2 separate regions of the Drosophila melanogaster genome follow, and region 1 is linked to region 2. The links are chromatin contacts, called in public HiChIP or PLAC-seq maps. All regions are on one chromosome and are shown on one strand. The core of a region is the stretch at or near the end of the contact, and the rest is flanking DNA. Distances in the headings are between cores, read along the strand shown. Region 1 holds the start of spartin (spartin,). Region 2 holds the start of Fip1 (Factor interacting with poly(A) polymerase 1).

Region 1 (7,829 bases), core at 2,760-5,259, 170 kb before region 2:
TAAATATAGTCTAGGAGAAAGTTTTACCAACAATAGGGGTTATAGTCATTCATGTTATGTTATGTTCTGATTCGGGAGCTGAACCCTAACTAAATATATGGGCTCCTTGATATATGACACTTAGGACCTATAGAATATCACATTCTATATCTCGTGTATAAAACAAAACGTGAAGTTTTACCATATTTCGCCAAAGTATATATGTGGGGTTCATCGCTCGTTATATAAATTCCTAACTTGTTTATATAAAATTTGACTCGTTCCGCAAAGTTTTTGCTTGATCAGAGTGCTTTTTAAGATAGGAAAAAAGAATAAGGAATAAGATAGCTATATAGAGTCTTAGGAAATGGTTAGGAAATAATGCAAATAACATAACCTTTTCAACAATATAAGATTCAAAAGTCTGTAACTTCAGGCGATCGGAAGCTATGACAGTACTTACGAGGATTTAAAGCCGCTAAATTAGACGGCTTTTTATTGATCGTCAATCTAAAGATACTTAGATCAACATTTGTTCACAATTTACATGGTACGTTCATACTAAATTCCTTGCTAAAATTGTTAATTCTTTTAAATTAGTGAAAGAGGACTGAGTTGTGTATCAAAAATCAGGACATTTTAATTTAAAAACAAAAGATACCCGATACTTAGCGGTTGGAGTGCTAGGAAGCTAGAATTTAGGTTATACAAATATACAAAGTGAATTAAACATTTTTCTTTTTAATACTTTCTAGCTTCGGTTTATCTACAAATACAAAAGTAAAGCATTTTTGAACACTAAAATAAGGTTTTGATGCAAAATCTTTCGAAATATCTTTTTTATGTGTTATTGAACATAATATTTATTTATATTTTTTCTTTTAATTAGAAGCTATAAATGGCATATAAATATTTCAATATAATAATAATAATAATAATAATAATAATAATAATAATAATAATAATAATAATAATAATAATAATAATAACATGTGATAAATTCCTTTGGTTTTCCCGCTATTCCTTCAAAGCTCGAAGATCCGGATAAAGAGATCCGGCATTAATATAATGAGATTCCGATTTGCGTAAGTCTCGCTTGTAGTCACTGACCACAGCTTCTCCTGTTCGTTTGACCATTTTCTTGGCAATGCCCTTCGGGGTTATGTAGTTCACGTTCTGACTGACCACGAAAACGTTGCCCACCGTGTCAAAGGTGCCACTAGCCAGATTCCCCGTCTGCTGGCCATATCTGAAATAGCAAATAAATATATGTAAATATATGAAATATTAAAAATGCCCGCACTATATGTTTTTCTTTTTCGAAGGCGAAAGAAACCCAAAATGAATATCTAGATCTTAGTAGACCTTTAGTAGCATTACATATTTGAGACGATTCACAACAAGTTATAAAACTTTTCTTTGTGTGCAAGCTTGAGTAACATTTCCCGATCCTTGATCATTTTTGCGATCCTCTGCACATTGCGCATAACTTAAATCTCAGATATATTTAAATTGAATAAACCGTTGCCAGCCTAAGTGATTACTTTCAATTCGGACGAAAATTCGTAATGACATCTGTTACAAAACTGCATAAGCATTAAGAAGCCAAAGCCAACCCACTTGTGTTCGATTATCTTGACGGAGTTTTCACTGAGGCTGGAGCCTAGGATCTTGGCGGAAGTCTCGAGGCCATCGAATACGGTGCTCACTCCTTCCACGGCTCCTGCCGCGATGGTCATGGCGCCCTCCATGGTGCTATTAGCCTCGCTGGTGTCGTAGCCAAATCCCTTCTGCAGCAGTTTAGAGCCTTGCTCCTGAATGTGGGGAGCCAGGTAGCGGCCGACTGCCATTGAAGCAGTGCCCACCTTTCCAGCTATCCATCCTGTCATTCCGGCTGCGGCGTGCGTCACTTTTTGGGCCACCTCAACTATAATGAACAAAAGGTTACAACATAAGATACATTAGATCTATCTTATATGTAATCTGCACATTTCCAAACCATTGATTAACATGATTATCAAACACAAGCACAAACTCCGATCGAGGTGGAAGTGTAGTGACGATCACATCTTCGACTTCGAATCTTATCTTCTAATTTTATCGTTACATGCTCATTCGGAAGCTACCATACTTCCGCCCTAAATACAGCTCTTCCCTATTTGGAACTAACTCACCTGAAGTTTGGACGGAGCTGGGCACCTGAGCATCCATCGAGGCTGGCGTCATCTTGGAAATGATATACGGAGTACTCCTAAGCATAAAGCCTCCTGTCTTCTCGGCGCCCCGTACCAGGTTACTAGCAATGAAATCAGCCGCACTTACAATGTGTCTGGACACCTGCTCCGACCCGGAAACGGTATCTGAAGCTAGGCCAGCACGTTGGGAGGTCGGCGATTTCAGCTGCACTACCGTGCCAGCGAGTACGGCCTCCAACAGGTCAAGAAAGAACTGCTGAAGATCCTCCAGTTCGTCCTCCGTGCGCGATGTCTGGCCCTCCTTCGTTAGCATCAAACCAAATGCATTGCCCGGCTGCTGGCACTCCATATCAGGAAAAATAAAGGCTCCGTACTCTGTTTGGTAGCAGTTTGTGATCGAGGGAACCAGGGGGTAAAGCCAAATCCCTGCAGTCCCCTCATTTGGCATGGAGCACTGAATGAAGTAGATGCCACTGAGGTACTTCCATTTGCCACCCACGGTGCACATTACCAATGACATAGTTGACGAGCCGCTTATGGTGGTTACTGATCCACTGGCTTCGATTCGGTACATTTTGACCTGTGCACGGAAGAGCTCATCGAGCAAGACTTTGGCGTCCCGAACAGCCAAGAGCTCCCGCAAGCCGGCAGCGAGCTCTCTGTAGGTTTTTGGTGCTCCGCTAGCATTGGCTATGCCATATTGCGTGGAGGGGTTTTCCGCCAGCAACGGCGGCCTTTTTGTATCCATCTCTGCTCGACTTTCCTCCGTGGCCTCCACGGCTGAATCATCAATGGATTGTTTCTGGGATCGCAGAACTTTGAGGCGGTATCTCAATTCCGTTTCGGCGCTCTTGAGCTTTTGGATCAGCGCACAGGCGTCGTTCCACTCCGCCTGCACGGTGTCGATCTTGTTGGGAAGACCTACTGGAATGCCGAAGGTGTCCTCTATCATACGCAGGGCCAGCTCATAGGCCACAATGGCCTGGCCGGGGGATTCCTGCTCCTCGTGACTTACGGCCAGGTCCACCTGAGTCATGGCCGCTTTGTAGGCTGTTCTGATGCCAGCATAGGCCTCCAGGAATTCGCTTTCCTCCTCCGCCATCGCGGCCTTTAATACCTAAGAAACAGCACAGAAACATTAGATACTATACAAAAAACCAAAGCCCTCAAAACTTTAGTATGTAGAACTAAGAATCTATTAAAGTCAATGACTATGGTTATTTATGGTTTAGTTAGTATACATGTTCTATGTGCTGTCTTTATTCTTATGAATCCCCCTTTCGCAAAGTTCTGTGTAAGTCTTATAGTGCAAATTACTACATATTTTGTTAATATTCGTGAGATTTAAGATATTGTAAACGAACTTGCTGGCAGAGATACATCCCGACGAGGCGGGCAACCGCGACCAACTAAAAGGGTGACCAAAATGCGTCACCAAAGTGGGAATGACGCGCTTTTACATCTTCTCCTGCAGCTGCTCTAAATTGAACTGTGGCCAACGAAACCGCATCCGCCCTTCCGCTGCACTCACCGTCTACCTGTTGCACTCACTCACCTTTGGGTTTTGGTTTCGTCTGATTCTGAGCGTTTAATCTGCACTTTGCCCACCAAGTCACCTAATGATTTAGAAAGCAAACAGAGAAACGCTCTCTTTCGCTATTTTCTCACTAATTTTACGAATTATTTTCTGCTCCTGTTTAGTCGCACACCTTTAAAGTGAGAATATCGTTTGCCTAATATCACTTAAATTCGTAAATAACATGTTAAAATGTGTGTTTTCCATTCGAGTTGAATGTTCCAAGTTTTTCCATCTTTGTTTTGATTTGCTTACTTTCCATTGCGAATCAGATCAGCTGTTTAGGAGGCCTCTGCATGTTCACTGCCACAGACAGAGTTGCCACAACGACTTTTGAAAAGTCTTTTGCGGGAATCGAATTTGAAATTGAATGAATGGTTAATAATAAAAAGCAATACTAAAACATAAGCTCGTGGCAATTAAAATATCGATTTACTTGTTATTTATTTCGTTTTTATCATGTTTAAAATACAATAAATGTTATTCCTTTAAATATATTTGTCGATCCTGGTTTGAATGCACAAAATTATATTTCGTTCGATTCGGACAACGTTTACATCCTGTTTTCCCCGCAGGGAGAGGCGGCCGTTAGGGCCGTATATACACACATATGTATTAAACATATGAAAATTTGAGTAACGAAAATATTCTATTGGAATTTGGGTGTGATTGGGATGGCATTTGGATCGCATCCATACAACATATCAAATTCTAACGAGGCAGACTTTTGTCTTCGGGAGAAGAGTTTTGATTAAAATCACAATATGTATAGAATTATATACCCGGATAACTCTATTGTACACATAAATGTATATCTGTATAAATGGATATCTATGTGTTAAACATATACTTCAAAATTTCGGTAAGATGAAAAATAATGATAACGAGTAGCTGAAGCATCCATCGTTCCTTTCTTGGCTTGGTCGACATGAATGGACTTGGTCTGAAGAGGATTGGGATTGCGATATCTTAGGCGGGAGCCACGTTTGCCAGCTCCCGGTAGGCATCCTGCAGCGCCTGCTGCTGTTCCGGGCTCAAGGTGCTGGCACAAGCAGCCATTACCTCCGGATTCGATTCCACTTGTTTGACGATAGTGAGCATACGAGTGCCGGTGGCGGACTGCGCCTCAACCACCTTGGTGCAGAAGGATTCAGCGATGATGGAGACAATGCGCGGCAGATTGCCGTTGTTTGCCCCAAGAATGACCGGATGGTTGCCTTCAATCAAGTCGCATAGGTAGCCATAGATGTGGGCGGCTTCTTCCGAATCCTCGGACACCGGCAGCCATGAGAACCAAACACCGATCAGCTCGTCCACGTTGCTCAGCGCCGAGTTGTTGTACTTGAGGATCTTAGCAAACGCCGAGATCGCATTCTCTGTCGGACTGATGTTCTCGATTTCGCGGGCTTTGGGATCGTTGATGACCTGCACCAGCAGTGGAATGATCTGGGCGCATGTATGCGCAAACTGCTCACCAGCGAATTGGCCGAGCACCCCGCATCCGTAGGCAGCCGCCTGGCGCACTTCTGGGGCCTTATCGCACACGTACTGGACGAGGGCTGGCGTAAAGATCTGCTGGTATGGAGCACAAGCGGGGCCACAAAATTCTGTAGGTAAATGAGAATACAAGTCTTTAGTTTTATGGTGGCACAAATGATTTGATGTTTGAAGGTATCGGCGGTACTATTGAACTGCAAAACTCAATTAAGAAAACCAACTCACCGATCAGATCATCGAACACGCATAAGCCCCACTGCCGATCAGCTACAGGTCGGCTGGGCTCCAGTAGCTTGACAAAGTGCGGAGCCACCTGTTCAAAGGCGGGTAAGAACTGAGCCTTGTTGGTCTGGAAAAGGGCGTGTGTAATGTCCACGATTTTGGAAAGGATGTAAACATCTGTGTCGTCCTGCTCGGCCAGCTCCTCCTCCACACCGTCGTCGTAGTCTTCCTCATTGCGAGCCGCCAAACGCTTGTCAGCACGCTCGAAATGCTCCAGAACATACTTGTTTATAATCTCGAGAACTTGTTTCATGGCATCCTCGTTAAGGCAATTCGGACCCAATGTCTCAATGCATTTTGCCAGCGAATTCAGCAGCTCCGACTGCACGTCTGGCTCCGGTTCCGTGACGATTACCTTGAGCAGCTCCGGACAAATGAACATCCACATGCCCTCCAGATACTGTGGACCCTTAATTTTTGCGCAGTCGAGAAGGTAAGGCAGCGACTCAGCAGCAGCTGTGCGGACACCGTCGTGGAAGTAGAACTTAAGCATGGGCAGCATTTGACGCACCACGTCCTCAGCGTATTCGGCAAATCCTTCCTTTAGTTCCCTAGCATAACAAACCAGCATCTCACAGGCCGAAGCCTTGTCGTCCATGCCAGCCGTGCGAATGGCGAAGTTCTGCTGCTCGCCAAGATTAATGAAAGACCAGTCCACATCACCGTCGATGTCCTCCACCTCGTCGTTGTCCAGCATCGCCACCTCAGGCTTCATGGTGGCCGTTCGCATCACTGGTCCCATAACGAGGGGCAGATATTGCTCAAATTGCTTGCCAAGGATTTTGCACATACGTGCCCAGGCAGTGATGAGATAGGAGGTCTGCGGATCATCATCAGCTAGTTCCCCCCCCTCGGTGTGATTGACCAGCAGCATATCCATGACTTCTCCGGCATCACCAATAAACTTCTCCCGCCCCACCGCCAATCCTATCAAGCTCACGCATTCAATGGTCTTGCCGCGAAGCATGCGGAGATCATCCGAGTTGGCGTTCTGGATGATGAACTTAAGGCATGGCATTAGGCGATCGTAGTAGGCCACAAATTCCGATTCGCAGGTGTCTGCAACCGATGCAATTGTCGTCACTACCTGCTCCAGTACCAGCTTGTTTCCCTTCTCCACCAGCTCCTTGAACTTCGAGTTCAGAATAGTCTCCAGCTTGGCCATGATCCCGTCCAGGTAGCGTGTCAATATATTTTTCGGGCAGTCCTCGCTGAAGTTCACCAGAGCGGCACCTGCGTGTGCTTGCACTCGCGGATTTTCCACGTCATCCAAAAGAGACAAGAGGCCGGGAATCACCTGGCGAAACAAGGGAAAATTGTTAAGCATTTAATTAATTTCAATTGCTTATTAGAAAGTTGATAAAGCAGTTGCAATTTAAGACTCACCTGGCTGTGGAACTTCTTCTCGAAGGTCTGTGCAAAGTCGGTGGACATTTGGCCAATGGCGTTGCAAGCGGCGTATCGAACGCGAGGATGAGGATCGCTCAGGAAGTTCAGGACTCCGGACATTACCTCATCTAGGATGGCTTCCATCTGCTTGTGACAACCCTCACCGATGGCCGAGATGGCCATGAGGGCTGCGAAGCGATGTTTCCAATCGGCATGACCCAACATAACCGGCAGAGCGTTCATTACGAGCGGAAGCACAATCTTTCCTCCCAATCCACAGGCGAGGCGATCCAGCGAGGACTCGGCGATCACGTTGTTGTCGCTGTGATCGTCATCATCGACCACGTCGGCGGTGGACCAGTTCTCGTCATCATCCAAATCCGTCATCATATGGAGAATCAGCGGGATCAGGGCCACGATATACTTGTCCGCTCGCTTGCGTATCATCGACGGGGCGTTCTCGGCGAGCGACACCATAACTTCCAACACTAGGTGACGCCAGCTGTCCTCAAAGTCCTGCGAGCTGAAAACCTTCATGCAGACCTCAAAAATGAACTCCAGCTGGGGACGCAGGAACTTCGGGCAATTCTCGGTCATCTCAATCAGGAGCTTTAGCAGACTCTGATCATCCTGGGCCTCGATGGTCTCGCCAGTGATGTGGATCATGCGGGGCAGCATATCAGCGAAGTGCTTGTGGATGGCCGTCTCGTTCTCCTTGTCGTGGTAGAGGATGAAGGCTCCGACGGCTCGCACGGCCTGTACTCGGACCTCCGGATCGGATCCAGCGTCCATGCTCTTGGCAAGCATCTGCTTGATCAGATCAATGTACTGAGCTTCCTGGTTTCCAAATATGGAAGGCACACTAGAGAAGATCCGCAGTGCCGATTCCTGCAGCTGCGGCGTAGGCGAGT
Region 2 (7,686 bases), core at 767-3,266:
TCTTAATATCGTACCACCTGGTGTGCCTTTCGATGTCATGTCGCTCCCGCAGCATGTCAAGGAAGTCCTTTCTCAGCTGTACAAAAATGATAATTATAATTCCATGACTTGATATTTATGTATAAAACATACCTGATCTTTCTTCAACAGTTTTTCCTTCTCGCGCCTCCTGCGCTCACGATCGTCGTCGTAGGCGCCACGATCTGAAACGTATAGGAAAAAGGCATTTTCATAAAAAGGACTGCGTTAGGATCGTCAGATTAGCATTTAGCTTAACAAACAAATTGCAAGAATATGACGTAAGAGTAGCTTAATTATGTTAGTTGTGTTCTTACCGCCCATGGCCAATCTCTGTGGCGGTGCCATACCCATTCGCATCTGTGGCGGGGCATTTCCTCCCATCATCATTCCTGGTGGCGGTCCCATGTCTGCAAGAGAAAACATAGATAAGCCGGGTCCAGGACATGATAAATATAAATATGCTGAACGCACTCATATTTGGCGGCATGCGCATGTTGGGTGGCATAATGCCGCGCAAATTGGGTGGTGGACCGCCCATCTGCGGCGGTGGCACACTCATCCCAGGAGGCGGCATGCCAGGCGGAGGTTGTTGCATATGAGCATGACCAGGAGTAAGCTCTTTAATCCCGCTGGGTACCCATCCGGCATTGTCATTGTTCCACTGCGACTCTTGGGTGGGCTCATAGCCGTAGTCAAAGGGTTCTGGCTCGTGGAAGAAGGGTTCCTCAGAGGCGCCGGGTAGCGGGAAGTTTGGCGCCATGGGTCCCAATCCCCCACGAGAATACTCGCGGCACTCGGCGGTCATCACCTGAATGGCGTTCTCCTTAACGGCTCTCTCCCGGTCACCTCCCCTATCGCCGCCTGTGGTTGAGATGGGTCTTGGCGGGCGCTGCATCAATCCCATCCCGGATCGCGACTGGTGTTGCATCATAGGCGGCGGCATTCCCGGCGGGGGCATTTGCATGCCGCTTTCACCGCCCATTCCCACCATGGACTGGATACTGTGCATTCCGGGAGGGCCCATGCCCATACCGCCATCTGTGAGGATTCCAATGGGGGCATTCTGATTCACATTCTGAGTGAGGCTGGCCAGTCCGACACCACTCTCCGCCACGCGGAAGCGTTTCTGGCGCTCGCAATAGGCGCGCCACGTCTCTTCGTTAAAGCCATAGTTGAAGTAGTCGGTAATATCCGCTCCCGGCTTTCGCCACGGCTTCTCCTCAAGCGAATCGATACTGAACTCGTGCACGGCCACTCCGTTGATGGTGCCGGCACCTTCGAAGTCCTCGATGCTAAACTTCCCTGCCTGACCAGCCGGCTTGGCCTTGTCTCCGGCAGCACCAGTGCCTCCAGCCAGCAGGTTGGGTCGCTGCTTGATGTTGTAGGTGCTGGGGGCCTGTTTAATGTCTCCGATAACCACGTTGATATCGTCGTCAGAGTCGTCGTCTTCATCATCATCGGACCCTGAGCCGTTCCTTTCTCTCCTCGCGGCAGGACCATCGCTCATCTCGTCGTCCTCTGGGTCTGGCGATGATCGGGCGTCGGCCCTGTCCGCGCACCGACCACGATCCCGTTCTCGGTCGCGCTCCCTCCTGCTCCTGCTGTCCGTGTTGGGCAAGGCATCCTCGTCCTCCTCCATTTCCTGCGCGGGATCGTCGAACTCCGAGTACTCGGGCACCTCCTCCTTTGGACAGCGCGGCGAGTCTTCAGTGGAGTTAGTTCCGGCCGAAGCGCCCGGCTTTTCGCCGGCCACCAATTCGGCCAATGCCTGAGCCTCAGCCGCCGCCGACTCGTGCTCCGCCGTCAGAGAATCCCCGCCGTTGCCCAGCTCGCCGGTCGTCGAGTCAGGATTCGAGGTGCCATACAGCCAGCTGTCCTCATTTGTGTCATCTGCCATTGTAGTTTCTCAGAAATGCAGAAATAAGCAGCAGCTATTGCGATGGACAAAAATTTTACAAGAAACACAACGCAGCAGTGTGACCATTCCGATACATAAAAAAATTCCATAAATACTATAATAATACTGTTCTGTTTCAATAAAAATATCATTTTTTTAATAATTTTTTTATGTCTTATAAATAAATATTTCTTATTAAGGTCCAAACAACTTAAAAATTAAAAATAAATATGGTTTTTTTTTTAGAAGTATTTAAAGATTTGTACGATAGCACATATAGGAGTTTTTAGAGCAATATATTAAAACTTTTGTTAAACGGCTTCCGTTTCAGATACCCGCCAAATGGAGTAAGCGTCGTCGTATAACTTACACTACATACATATGTATGTAGCTTCCTTCCTCGCCAATATGCTTCGCAGATATAGATTCAAAGGAGATTTTGATTTTGTAACGGTTTGCCATGTAGTTGGTAGTGGTCTTAATAGAAGATTAAATGAAAAAGTCTATGGATATGGATTTTTAAGATAATCTTGATTACCAGTGTTTCAAAACTTGGGCGGGAACAGAAGAATTTCTTGTTTCAACAAGATGTGTTCAAATAATTTTTGTGAGGAAATGGCTCTTTTTTAATTCATTTGGAAAAATTCAATGTTCCTAATGGTTATGTTTTAATATTTGCTAATAATGTTAGTTCTCACTGTTATTTACAACATTTCTGTGTTCCAAGCAGATTCACTTGAAATTACATACCCCTAATCTTAAATCATTGTAGATCTAACCATGATTTGCATTAACCCTACTGTGACTATAATATGCTATGACTGTATAGCGGCTATTGATCCTGGTAAAAAGTATATATACTTTATATGGTCGTACATACATGCTTCCTTCCGCCTTTTATGACTACTTTAGTATAGCATTTTACTCTACGAATAAATGATATAAGAAGGACAACACAGAACACTATCCAAGACCCCGGTCGAGCCACGCCCTGAGCCTGCCCAGAAATGTTTCGGGCAGGAACTAACGAACGATTTCAACAACAAACTATAGTATATCCCGGCGACACTTGCGGAGCTGTTTGCGCAACAACATAGCATTCAATTCGGCCTGCTTTCGCCTCTCTTCTTCCTCGATGGCTCGCCGAATTTCCTCCGCCTCGTTGTTGGCCTTCTCCGAGATGATGTGGACTTCGGGCAGGACGTCCAAGATGCCCTTACGAATGAGGTACTGATAGTTCATCGCCACTGAGTACTTAATCTCCTGGCCAGTTATCGCGCTTAGTTCTTGCCAGTGAATGTACATCCAGTTCTCATTTCGGATATCCTTAATGCTGTTGTAAACTGGAACGAAATCGTCGATCTTTGCAATGAACGTTTTGGCCACATCCATGATCTCGACTTTTTCATGAAATATTTTCATTGACTCGTTGAGTTCGTCGCGAAGCCTCATCAAGTTATTCCACACATCTTCCAAGTCCAGTTGCGCTATCGGGTTGCCCAAGGTAGCGTCCTCGAGCTTCAGAAAGTTGGCGCAGCCGTACCACAGGTTCTTGTAGGGAGTGAAGCTAGCGATTATGCTCTCCAGGAACTCAACAGAGAGTGGCTCCAGCTCAAATAGCTCCTGCCGAAATTGCAGAGTTTGGCTGACCTTCTCGAGCTCCTTAATCAGAGCCCACGTCTTCTTAATGTCCACTGACGTCTCCTGTGCGCGGTTCGTGTTAAACGCCAGTGAGTAGGCCTGCACCTCGTCGTTGAGGGACTCCAGACGCTCCTCGAACGCTTGGCACTCGCTGGCGTGCAGGCGGAGAAAGTCCTCGATGTCCACCTTCTGCTCGTCCTTCAATGTCGATAATCGCACCATTATCTGGTGCGGCCATGCGTACACGTTCCACTTCATGGCGAACTGGTGGTCACTCAGGTTGTAAAAGAAGCTATCCAGCAGGTCGTACTCCAGCCACATGACCTGAATGTCAGCCTTAAGCTCATCCACTAAATCCGGAACAGTCTGCGCAAAGTCGCGAATCTCGTACAGGTGTTCAATGCTAATCGGACGCTCGGCGATTCTGCGGAACATCTCCAGGCAACGGTCCAGCAAAACCTCATTCGTCTCATACATTCGGTCCACATAGTACTCGAATATCCGTCTCACGACTTCAATGCGCTTCTTTATCATGAACTGCTTCATTGTATCCACGTTTATGTAAAACGGTCCAATAGTAATAAAGGCAGGCAGGATTTCGCGCAGTTCCTCCTTCAATCGCTTGTTTTCCAGAATGTCCCGCTTTACCTCCGAGGACGGCTTGTGGGCTTGAGCATATGCCTGCATATAGGTGTTTACATTGAGAAGGTAAAAGTCGATGAATCTCTCGTAGAGTCGGGCGTACGCCCTGAGAGGCAGCACCGCCTTGGCGTAGCAGTTCTTCAGAAGCTCATTCTCCCTCAGGAACCTATCCTCGATAAGCTCCACCGTCAGGATATACAGGTTAGGGGCGAACTTCAAAAAACTCATGACAGACCCATCAATGCATCTTACTCCAGACGATTTCTCCAGGCACTTCTTAAAGATCTCGACCAGCCCCGGCTGGAACTCATCCGGGTCAGTGGAGTAAAACACCTTGCGATCCTCGCTGATGCCAAGGGTCATGGCGAATACAGGTTTTTGAAAGGGGAACTCGGTGTCGATGTAGTTATTGGTCCACTTGTAGTTGGACTTCAGTTCAAGGAATTGCAGGCAGGGGTCGCAAACGAAATGCGAGAAGTTCATCAGCGACGTCTCGAGCAGCACCTCCATTGACTCTTGCATACGGAACTTGACCTGCAGTATAAACCGCGAGATCTTGCACATGAGATAGACCGTCCAGGTGTTGAGGGAGATGTCCAGCCAGCCCTTTCCCAGGGCTCGGAGGACCACGGTGATGACCGTTGTCAGCTGTTGCGGCCAATAGACTTTAAGAAACGTGGCCACGTTGTCGCTATGCGCCTCCTGCGCTTGCAGGAAGTCCACTAGCGCCAGGGGCTTGCTAAAGCTGCAGATGAAGATCGAAAGTGTTTCGATGTACTGGCACTCGATGGCCACTCCGGCCATGGCCTCGATGCCACCGACGCAATAAAACAGACTGGCCTTCAGGTAGTCGTACCGCTTCTCCTGCATGGTTATGCCAAGGGCCTGCAGTTCAAGACGCTCCTTCCCGGAGACGTCCACGGCGAAAGACCGGGGCAGAAATTCCTTGAGGTTGATGTTCCGAAACTGGGGAAATTCCTTGGGCATCTTAAGGATAAACTGCTCCAGCTCGTATAGGGCCATTAGGCGCTCGAACACCAAGTTCACCTCGGAGCGTAGTCGTCTTTTGCACTGCTCAGACACCTTAGCCGCCTGCAGGACCGATTCGATGGGCTTAAAGCTATAAAACACGGTGGACTCAATGTCCTCGTGCAGGACACAATCCACGATCAGCTCCATCAACATAAGCTGCTCCCCCTTGTGCCGCTCGTGAACAGCGGCCTGCAGCCGCTTGATGTACTTGTGCGGGTCCTCAGCCATGAACATGAACTGAAGCTTGGGTACCGTGTAGGTGCATCCGTCCTCCAGCGATAGAAGCGTCCAGAGGTCGGAGTCCTCGTGGTGCGCGGTAACAGCTGCCATGCCCCACTGGCAGTTCAGCAGGCTTTGGTTGTAAGGCAGGTACGCCTTCGCCGGAAGCGGGTAGTGCGCATCTCCGACAACTCCCAGCTCAAACCAGGCCGCCGGAGAGTTGATGTCAAAGTTGCTGTCGTCGAAGTAGCTCAGGGGAAACTTGTGTGGGAAGGCGAACTCGGACATTACATTATACTGCTCCTCGGTGGGCTGCAGCACGTCGTCAGTGAGGCCCGCCTTGGCCAGCTCATTCACCAAGTTAATCTTCTGGTACTGACGACGCCTCCGATCCACTTCGACGTCCTTTGGAAGATGCCGCTTTGGCACGTAGCGGGTCTGGATCACTTTCGGCAGGATCGTGGGCAGCGGAAAACGGTGTGCCTTGCCCATCTTGTCCATCAGAGTGAGCCATCGTTGGGCCTCCTGAATGGGGTAATATACATCAGTAAGCTGATTCCGCGGAATATATAGCTCCTGATAGTTCATCATAGTCGTTCCCGGTCGGGGCGGCATGATGCAAATAGCTTTCTCAGCCTCACGCTTGAATTGACTGTCATCCGGGCCCTTGTTGCTAATTGAGCTGGTGCTGCTCTCATCGAATTCCTGGGAACCTTCATAATTTTGTCCCACCTCTAAGTTCTCCGGATCCATATGAAATATATTGTTAAAGTGGATTTAAATGAGAAAGTGGCGTTCCTTTCAAAGCAGTGTATTTGTTGATTGTTACAAAGCCCGAGCATTAATTACTGCTGTTTAGTCAAATTAAACCAAAAAATTCGATTTTATAAAATTAATGTGAATATGGCGGTCTCAGCAATATTTAATATTTTTATTAAATTATATGTAAACTATTTTATTTCCAAAAGGATACATTGACTTCAGTAAGGTGTTTGCATCGCAGTGAATGAGGCATTTGCGACCATATAAAGCTCACTTTATACTTTCTTGATCAGTATGAACAACCGAGTCGAAATAGCCATATGAACAATCGAATGTAAAATTTGGTCGTTTAATTTGGTATACATTTTTTACTACATTTTTTTAATTTTGAACAATCTTTAATTTCAATTTCAAGCTTCCGTTGTTGTTTATTCATTTTTTATTATTTAGCGCACTTTTATGAGAATTATTTTTTTTGCCGTAAAAGGTTTTACTAAATTCGATAAAGGTAAAAAGAAGCATTTCCGACTCTATAAAATATAATATTCTTGAACAGGCCAACAAGCCGCCCCAAACTACGACGCTAACACGCAAGACTTCACGAGACTTTCACTGTCACAATTACAAAGTAATTTGATTGTAATGCGAATTTCTATAGATATACCATTTTGCAACATCTCGCTCGCAGTAATGCGAATTTCTATAGATATACCATTTTGCAACATCTCGCTCGCAAAGTCGAGGAACCCTCTGACTTTTGTCTGTTTTTCGTCCCTTATAACACCAACAAACCGCCCAAAACTCCCACGCTTTTGAAAAATTTTTTAAATAGTTTATTTTGTTTTTTAAATTTCCTTCGATCTGCTAAAAGAATGTTGGAATTTCTCATTCGCACTTAGTATACGACTTGAGTAACAGGACTTTTAAAGTAGGGGAACTCGATCTTGTTTTGATTACAAGAAATATTAAAAAACATTTAACATTCTACATTCTCTAAATATCGTTTTTATGATGACAATGCTAAATAATGGGTTCCGATAATATCGATAAGTACCGAATTCTCGAAATTCGGTCACTCTTTCCGGAACGGAATCCACAAAGATCATTTTGCCTCGTCTCAGTTCAGCCTTTTTAGATTTTCCATAGCCAGATCTAGATTATCTAGAAACGGAACAGCCAGAACTAGATTATGTCTAGCTCAAATTATTTGGTAAAGAAATCAAATAAATCAAATAGTTAATTTAGTGTAGAATTAAACATGCCAAAAATTACAATCCTGCCACAGAAACCTTTATTTAAAGTTAACTACAAGTTCAAAGAATATTAACGGCCTGTGAAAAGTATTCCCCTCGCAGTCAATTTATGCTTTTGCATTTCATTTGGCTGAGGGTATACGGGTATAGTCGCGACGATCCATATTATTTTTCTGTTTCCTTGGTACCTTCTATGCAGGTTATCAAATCACAAAGATT

What was found. HiChIP or PLAC-seq counts read pairs in DNA pulled down with a chosen protein or histone mark.
Region 1: a contact with region 2 is called in a Psq HiChIP or PLAC-seq map of the Kc167 cell line, with 4 times the contacts expected there. The contact joins the promoter of spartin here to the promoter of Fip1 in region 2. A contact is called at or near these places in 1 of 1 datasets of contacts at CTCF or cohesin (the Kc167 cell line), 16 of 107 Hi-C or Micro-C datasets (the D17-c3 cell line, the Kc167 cell line, the OSC cell line and 5 more) and 2 of 6 datasets of contacts at active chromatin or transcription factors (both in the Kc167 cell line).

The regions. Positions count from the first base shown.
Region 1 is chr3R:4,650,980-4,658,808 of dm6, reverse strand. It overlaps spartin (spartin,), which reads right to left and starts at 4,009. Exons shown (of 4, transcript NM_141228.2): 1 at 3,730-4,009; 2 at 2,154-3,291; 3 at 1,600-1,906; 4 at 824-1,228. The coding sequence starts at 3,276. The coding sequence ends at 997. It overlaps Karybeta3 (Karyopherin beta 3), which reads right to left. Exons shown (of 5, transcript NM_079502.3): 3 at 6,916-7,829; 4 at 5,473-6,826; 5 at 4,185-5,357. The coding sequence ends at 4,720.
Region 2 is chr3R:4,479,338-4,487,023 of dm6, reverse strand. It overlaps Fip1 (Factor interacting with poly(A) polymerase 1), which reads right to left and starts at 2,016. Exons shown (of 4, transcript NM_141219.2): 1 at 493-2,016; 2 at 336-428; 3 at 133-203; 4 at 1-76. The coding sequence starts at 1,918. It overlaps sac (sterile affecting ciliogenesis), which reads right to left and starts at 6,212. Exons shown (of 1, transcript NM_141218.3): 1 at 2,809-6,212. The coding sequence starts at 6,205. The coding sequence ends at 2,966.